Linked DNA regions of Mus musculus: region 1 is linked to region 2. Evidence: chromatin contacts called from public HiChIP or PLAC-seq data. All regions are on one chromosome and are shown on one strand. The core of a region is the stretch at or near the end of the contact, and the rest is flanking DNA. Distances in the headings are between cores, read along the strand shown. Region 1 holds the start of Galk2 (galactokinase 2). Region 2 holds the start of Dut (deoxyuridine triphosphatase).

What was found. HiChIP or PLAC-seq counts read pairs in DNA pulled down with a chosen protein or histone mark.
Region 1: a contact with region 2 is called in an H3K4me3 HiChIP or PLAC-seq map of embryonic stem cells, with 4 times the contacts expected there. The contact joins the promoter of Galk2 here to the promoter of Dut in region 2. A contact is called at or near these places in 2 of 39 promoter capture datasets (the 3T3-L1 cell line and erythroid cells) and 4 of 115 datasets of contacts at active chromatin or transcription factors (astrocytes, embryonic stem cells and pro-B cells).

What each region holds. Positions count from the first base shown.
Region 1 is chr2:125,864,371-125,867,766 of GRCm38.p6, forward strand. It overlaps Galk2 (galactokinase 2), which reads left to right and starts at 1,853. Exons shown (of 10, transcript NM_001291002.1): 1 at 1,853-2,015. The coding sequence starts at 1,963.
Region 2 is chr2:125,245,792-125,249,262 of GRCm38.p6, forward strand. Dut (deoxyuridine triphosphatase) reads left to right here and starts at 1,724. Exons shown (of 6, transcript NM_023595.6): 1 at 1,724-2,105; 2 at 3,375-3,466. The coding sequence starts at 1,957.

The DNA of each region.
Region 1 (3,396 bases), core at 603-3,102, 620 kb after region 2:
CCAAGGGGTGTGCTTCTCGAAGCCCACTCTATGGATGCATTTTTTTTTTTTTTGATGTATCCTCAGGTCACTACCTTGTTGATGGTATGTCCTCTCTTGTCATCATTCTTCTATGTAGGAGCCATTCTTCAGGGCGTAAGTTGAAAGGGCTTCATGTGTATCTTTGGTGAAAAATATCTTTGATTCCTCCCCCCCCCACCAGGTTGTTTATCTTATTACTCTTGCATGGTAAAGAATGTGTGTGTGTGTGTGTGTGTGTGTGTGTGTGTGTGTGTGTGTGTGTGTGTGTTGTATCTAAAAAAGCTTTGCCACACTTTAGGACACTGATTACTAATTAGTTTAAAAGGAGGTATAGGGGCCAGCTGGTAAGCTATCTTATCAGGACAGATGCTTGCTGGCAAGCTTGATGACCTGCATATGTTCCTGGAACTCACATGGTGGAAGGAAAACACTGACACCCATAGGTTGTTCTATGATTCTGTGCCCATGCACACCCACATTAAATAAATTTAATTTTAAAAAGTACAAGGTATACATTTTCCTTGCGAAGGTAACATACATATCTCCTTTCTCTCTCTCATTCCAGATTGGGGGGGGGGCACATGCAGAGGGCTCTAAAGAAGTCCACTGTTGTCAACCTTATGTCCTTCCATCAGAAAGAGTGGGGAGACTTTTTGTGCGTACATTTTATACAGAGAAAAGCTAGCTGAGAGCCAGAAGTCAAAGAAGGTCTTGTGAATCTATTCTCTCTGTACATGACTTCAGACACGATGCTTTGCGGGCTAGCCTTGACTTCCCTGTTATTTGTAAGCCAAATAAACCTTTCCTTCTCAGTGGGCAGGGCATCTGTCAGGGCATATTGTCACAGCAAAAGAAAAGTAATTCATGAGCTGTGTGAACTCCACCTCAGTCATTCACTCAGTTGTGCCTGTGTTTTGAGAACCAGTCTGCCAGGCAGTGTGTCAGGTGCTGAGGACAGTGCTCCTGCCCTCGAGTTGGTTGCTTATAGTTGGTAGTGATGGTGAGGCAACAGCTAGATGGACAGTACGTGCACAAGAAAAGAAGTATTCAGGGTGACTTTTCTTAGCCCAGCACAGTAATGGGGGAGTTGTGCTGGAGATGGTATGCTTTTAATAGGGTCTCGGGTTTCCTTAGGTAACAGAAAAATGAGGGGTGAACTGGATACCGAATGAAAAAATGAGGGCATGACTGGCTAGGTATGGTTGAGGAGAAGGTTTCTTATAGTTGTGACAGAGAAAACAGCCAGAGACATCTGGAAGGGGAGGGGGGTTCAGACTAAACATGGTACTGCCACCTCTCTCTCTCTCTCTTTCTCTCTCTCTCTCTCTCTCTCTCTCTCTCTCTCTCTCTGTGTGTGTGTGTGAGAACCACAGATGGTGGGTGGGACTTGTTCCAGGTTTCTTTGAGGCCTAACAGATGCTAAAGGTTTCTTCTCATCATTAGTGGTGTCTTATGAAGGCCTACCTATGCTTGCATCCTAGAAGGAAGAGCAAAGATATTCACATCTATTTTATGTTGCTTGCTTTGGAAATAAATTTGAATAAGAAGCAATAGGTGATCATTTTATGGTCTTTGGCACATATCTGCTGAACATTAAGGAAGAAAAAAATGTCAAATTAAAAAAAAAAAAGACTGAGAGGGATCAGAGGAAAGGTATGGATGGGTCTTCAACTGGGGCTGTACTCAGCCACATCAGGGCAAAGAAAAACCTGGTCAATCGGCCTTGCTGCTTACCCAGCGAAAGGTGGTGGCCACGGTTGACAGCTGTTGCCTGGAGAGGGGGGAGGAGGAGCTGGGGGCGGGACAGCCTGAAAGGCAGCCACTTCTGCGGACCTGCAGGATTTCCGCTGAGATCCCGGAAGAAAGCCATTCCTGCCACTTTAATCTCGTGATGCTTAGCTGTGCTGCACTTCTGGAAACTGCAGAGGGATCTAGCAAAATATGGCTGCGGAGGACCCTGCCACTCGACGAGTCCAGGTGGCAGAACATCCCAGGTGGGGGAGAGGCGTGGCCGGGATCCCGGGCTGGAGAAGTGCACAAGGCGCTCATTGCTTTAGGCGGCTTCTTTTGAGTTACGTGTGTGTGTGTGTGTGTGTGTGTGTGTGTGTGTGTGTGTGTAGACAGCTTCTTTTGAGTTAGGGCTTGTGTGCGTCTGCATGTGCGTGTGTGTTCCTGGAAGCAGACAGAACCCTTAGGATTCTAGACTTCTGGGTCTCAGACACCGCGCCAGGGGTTGTGTGTGTTGCTTCACACGGAGGCCTTTGCTCTTTCTTAGGGAAGGATTCAGTAAAAATGCCCAGCTCTTCCTGGAACTGCTAGTTATCTTGCCTGTCGAGTGATAGTGCTTTTTCCAAGTTTCGTCCTATCTACTTATTTTTGAGTCTCTGCATCTTTGACAAATCTGATCACCTCTAAACTGTCATCAAGGCACTAATTTGTTGCTAGTTTCTAGCTACAGAACTCCCAATTCTTTTTTGATGTCTAGTGGAGGGTCTTTTTAAAATTACAGATACTTTGTAGGAATACTTTGTTCTGGTTTCTGGAGCTGGAATCTCACAGAAGCTGTTCACTTGCTGTTCTGTTAGAAGTCCGAGGGCCTCTCTGAGGTTGGTTGCTTTTGAGTGTAACTCTTTCCTGCTCTCCTTTCTGTTTTGGTTGATGAGACTGTACTTTCCTATGGCTTGAAAACGCTCCTTCCTGGGCAAGTCAGCAAACGATGTACCTTTAGTTGCTAGGATAAAACATACCTTACTCTAGAGACAGTTTAGATTACTTCTGGCTGTCGTTGAATGTGTTAAGATTCTCTGAGGTCAGTCTTTGTACAGTGTGGTTGTTTTTACAGATTCAGTGAATGAGAGACCACATAGTTCAAATGACTCCCCAGGAATCCATTTCATGAAAAGAAACCCACCCTTTCTGGTAGTGTAGTCTTGTACAAAACATGTCTATGAATAAACTTCAAATATGATATTTTTGAGCTAGGGTCTTAATGTGTAGTTCTGGCTGGCTTGAACTAGCCTGACTTCTAACTTGGAGAGAGTTACCTACTCTCTCCAAGTCTCTGCCTAGGACTAAAGATGTGTGTCATCACACTCAGCCGATTTTATATGGTTTTTTTTTTTTTCATAAAGATCACTTTCCATAGTTATGCAGAAGGGAGGATGTTGCTAATATAGCACCATTGCTAAAAGAGGAGTTCCGATGTAGTGCTCTTTCATGCCGTTCATGGTTGTTACAGTTTTTACTCACCAAACAACGATTTAGTGTTGCTTTATCTGTGTTAGCGCCAGGAAAGCCCATAGTGGTCATGTAAGCTCTGTTCTGCTGCTGCAGAATCTGTTTTGAGACAGTGTCTCTACGATCCACGGACCACAC
Region 2 (3,471 bases), core at 474-2,973:
TAGAAACAGGTCTGTCCAGTAAATAACACAATCTGTGGGTTCATAGTGTGATGACATATCCTGCAATAAACAAAACGAAACACCAGGAGAGGTACTATATGGAAAGAAGTGGTTTGGTGTCAGGAAAATGGGGTAAGCAGTTAAGAACTGGAGAATTGTGGTCAAAGCATATACACATTTATATGCAAAACTGAAGAGAATATATGTTTATCTATCTGTTCCCGTGGACATGATTGTTTGTGTGTATAAGGTGCCCTCCAAAGCCAGAGGACATAGTTGGGTCTCCTGGAGCTTGAGTCACAGGCAGTTGTGAATCACCAATGTGGGTGTTGCTAACCAAACTGGGTCTGATACAGGAACACTGAGTGCTCTTAACAGCTGAACCATCTCTCCAGGCCCAACAATAATCTTGTTTTAAAGGATTAAGCACCAATATTAAGATTTCTGAGAAGAAATAATGCACAGGAGCCCTCCTTACTAAACAATGCGATCACCATCTGTCTTAGTGTTCTACTGCTGTGAAGAGACACCATGACCAAGGCAACTCTATAAAGACAGCATTTAACTGGGGGCTTTCTTACCGTTTCAGAGGGTTAGTCCATTATCATGGTGTGGAGCAGGCGGGCATGGTGCTGAAGCAGTAGAAGGGAGAGGGAGAGTGGGGAGGGAGAAGGGGAGGGGGAGAAGAGAAAAGGGAGGGGGGAAGGGAAGAGGGGGGGGCAGGCGCACCTGTGAGGGCTTTTGAAACTCACGGTTAGACTCCAAGAATACAAAGGCTGGATCAATTTCCCTCATGGACTTTGAATCTAACCAACAAGTAGACATTAGGCAAGAAAATACATGCATGTGCAGACTGTAATAAGAAGAAATGTAAATAAAAACATTCTGAGAGTAAAGAGCCTGGCCACCACAGGTCTAACCCTAAACCCACCTAAAGGTGGAAGGAACAAGGAGAAGATAACCTCGCACTGGCAATGACCTGCAAGACACACAGACACATCGTGGGACTGCACAATAACAGATGCTTTAAAAGAGCTTCAAGAAGTGTAGTGTATTGCACACCCATCAGGGGAACCAATCGCCCCAATATGTATAGTCGGTATTTCTATAAAAGTGCCTTGGGCCTTCTATTTATCTTGAAAATCGAAGTGCACCACAACTTGAGTTCCACGTGTTTATGGTATAGTCCAGATAAAACCGGAGACTCCAGAAAGATCTTTAATTATCCTCTCTGGAAAAAAAAAGTTTGACTCCCAACTACCGGCGAGGGGGTGGGGGTGGGGGTGGGGGTGGGGGTGGGGGTGGGGGTTGGCTCCTTGTTGCTTTGGCTGAGGTCAAGGAATTTTAAAATGCCCTGCAGGTCCGGTGGTGGAAGGCAAAAGATCTGTTCAGGTCAGGGCGAGGAAAAGCACGTAGGAGGGCCGCTAGGCGGAGCGCGGGGCGGGGCAGCGGCCTCAGGGCCTGCAGGGCCTCCAGCGCCATGCCTCTCCTAAGCGTGCTGCTGCGCGCCCGCCTGCAGGCCGCTCTGCTCCGCGGGCGTGCGCTCGGGTCGGCGCGGAGCCGGAGCTGCCGAGGAAGCCGAGGAGCTCCGGCCGGGAGCGCGCGCGCTGGTGAGGGGGTGGGGGGCAGGGGCGGGAGCGCGCACGGGGTGGGGAGGATTAGGGCAGTTCGAGAGAGCGCGCTAGTGGGGGAGTTGGAGCGGGAGCGCGCTTGGAGGGAGCCCTGGTCTGAGCAGGTAACGGTGAGCCAGGGCCTGGCCTGCAGCGCGGGGACGAGTCCATTGCGGACCCCGAGGAGGGGAGCCTGGCGAGGTCGGTGCCTCCTCTAGGCCGCGCTCGAGCCCTTTGCGGAAGGCCGCGTCCCCTGTCCTGCGCGGTGGGCTCGTCCAGGCGGGAGATTTTCGGCGGGTAGGCTCTCGCACGCTCATTGCTTTCTGCTTTTTCCACGCCCGCCGCCATGCCCTGCTCGGAAGATGCCGCGGCCGTCTCTGCCTCCAAGAGGGCTCGAGCGGAGGATGGCGCTTCTCTGCGCTTCGTGCGGCTCTCGGAGCACGCCACGGCGCCCACCCGCGGGTCCGCGCGCGCTGCCGGCTACGACCTATTCAGGTGAGAGCCGTGGCCCGACGGCAGGAATGCAAACACCGAGCCCGGGTGCAGTCGTGGCTCCGCAGAGACCTGAGTTCACCTTGAGCAAATTCAGTAGGGGTTTGGGCGAGCGGAAAGTAAAGGGTTATAACATTTCCAAAGCGTTACTGTGCAGCGTGCGCTCCACCCTTTCCAAGTGGAAGGTCCGGATGTGCAAGGCTTATTCTTGACCGAAGTGTGACTGTCTGCAGTGTGCACGTTAAAGTCTAGGAAAAGGATCTATGGAAGCTGTGTACTTCTCTTATCCCGTCCAAGGACTGGGAACTTAAGGAGCTCCATCCAGGGCTAGCTTATGAGGTGGCTCAGTGTAAAGTCACCAAGCCTAATGACCTGAATGTATGCATCTAACATGCCCTGTCTTGGGAGAAATTAGATACTATGGCCATTTTCTACATAAGCGGGTGTTTGCTGTGTATTGGGAATGGCTGATGTTACAGAGTGAAAATTCCGTGTGACTGAACGTACTCTTCTACCACATGCCAGACTTCCAGCGCTGCTCATTGTAAAGTCTGAAGTTTCGTTGGATCAGGAAGGGAGCTGCAGTAATAAGAGACTACAGTAGTATTTGGTAGATGGACTTTCTAAAATCGCTTGTGATCAGAGTCCACCCCCAAGAGCTGCTCTGGGAGACCAGCTCTCTTCGGCCACTGAAGTTCACAGCCATAGCGTGGAAGGCAGGGGGAATGCAGTGCATCTCTGCCTCTCACCTGTGTTTTTTTAACATTTTCTTCGGGAGGTTCATTCTCATCAAGAGAAGCGTTACAAAAGTAAAGTATAGGTTTATATGCGTTCGCAGGCTCGAAGTGTGCCTAGCGGAGTGAGGCCCATTGAGTGTTAGATGTTTGCTCTTTGGTTGGCTTTTCATATTCTTTCTATGAATTAAGTCTGCCTTCCTGCTCCTCATGCTAATTTGCCAGCCTTCACTTTCAGAGACAAAAACCACAGAACACATAGCAGAGACAATGTTGGCATCTCCCTGTTCCCCACTCCCACATTCAGGGTTTTGTCTTCTTGCTCTGCCTAGGTGCTAGGATTAAGGGCCTGAAGCCATCTTTCTAAAGCTAAAAGAAAGTGCCTACTACCTTGTAAGTAAACCTTTTTAGGTGAGTTAGGAATCTGCCATAAGGTTGTTTATAGGATCTGTTTATATGAAGTAATGGCACGCATTTTATATGCATTAGCGTAAGAAGGAATGTTAAAAACACTTTAAAATACTGATTTGCCTTTCAGTGCCTATGATTATACAATATCACCCATGGAGAAAGCCATCGTGAAGACAGACATTCAGATAGCTGTCCCTTCTGGGTGCTATGGAAGAGTAGGTAAG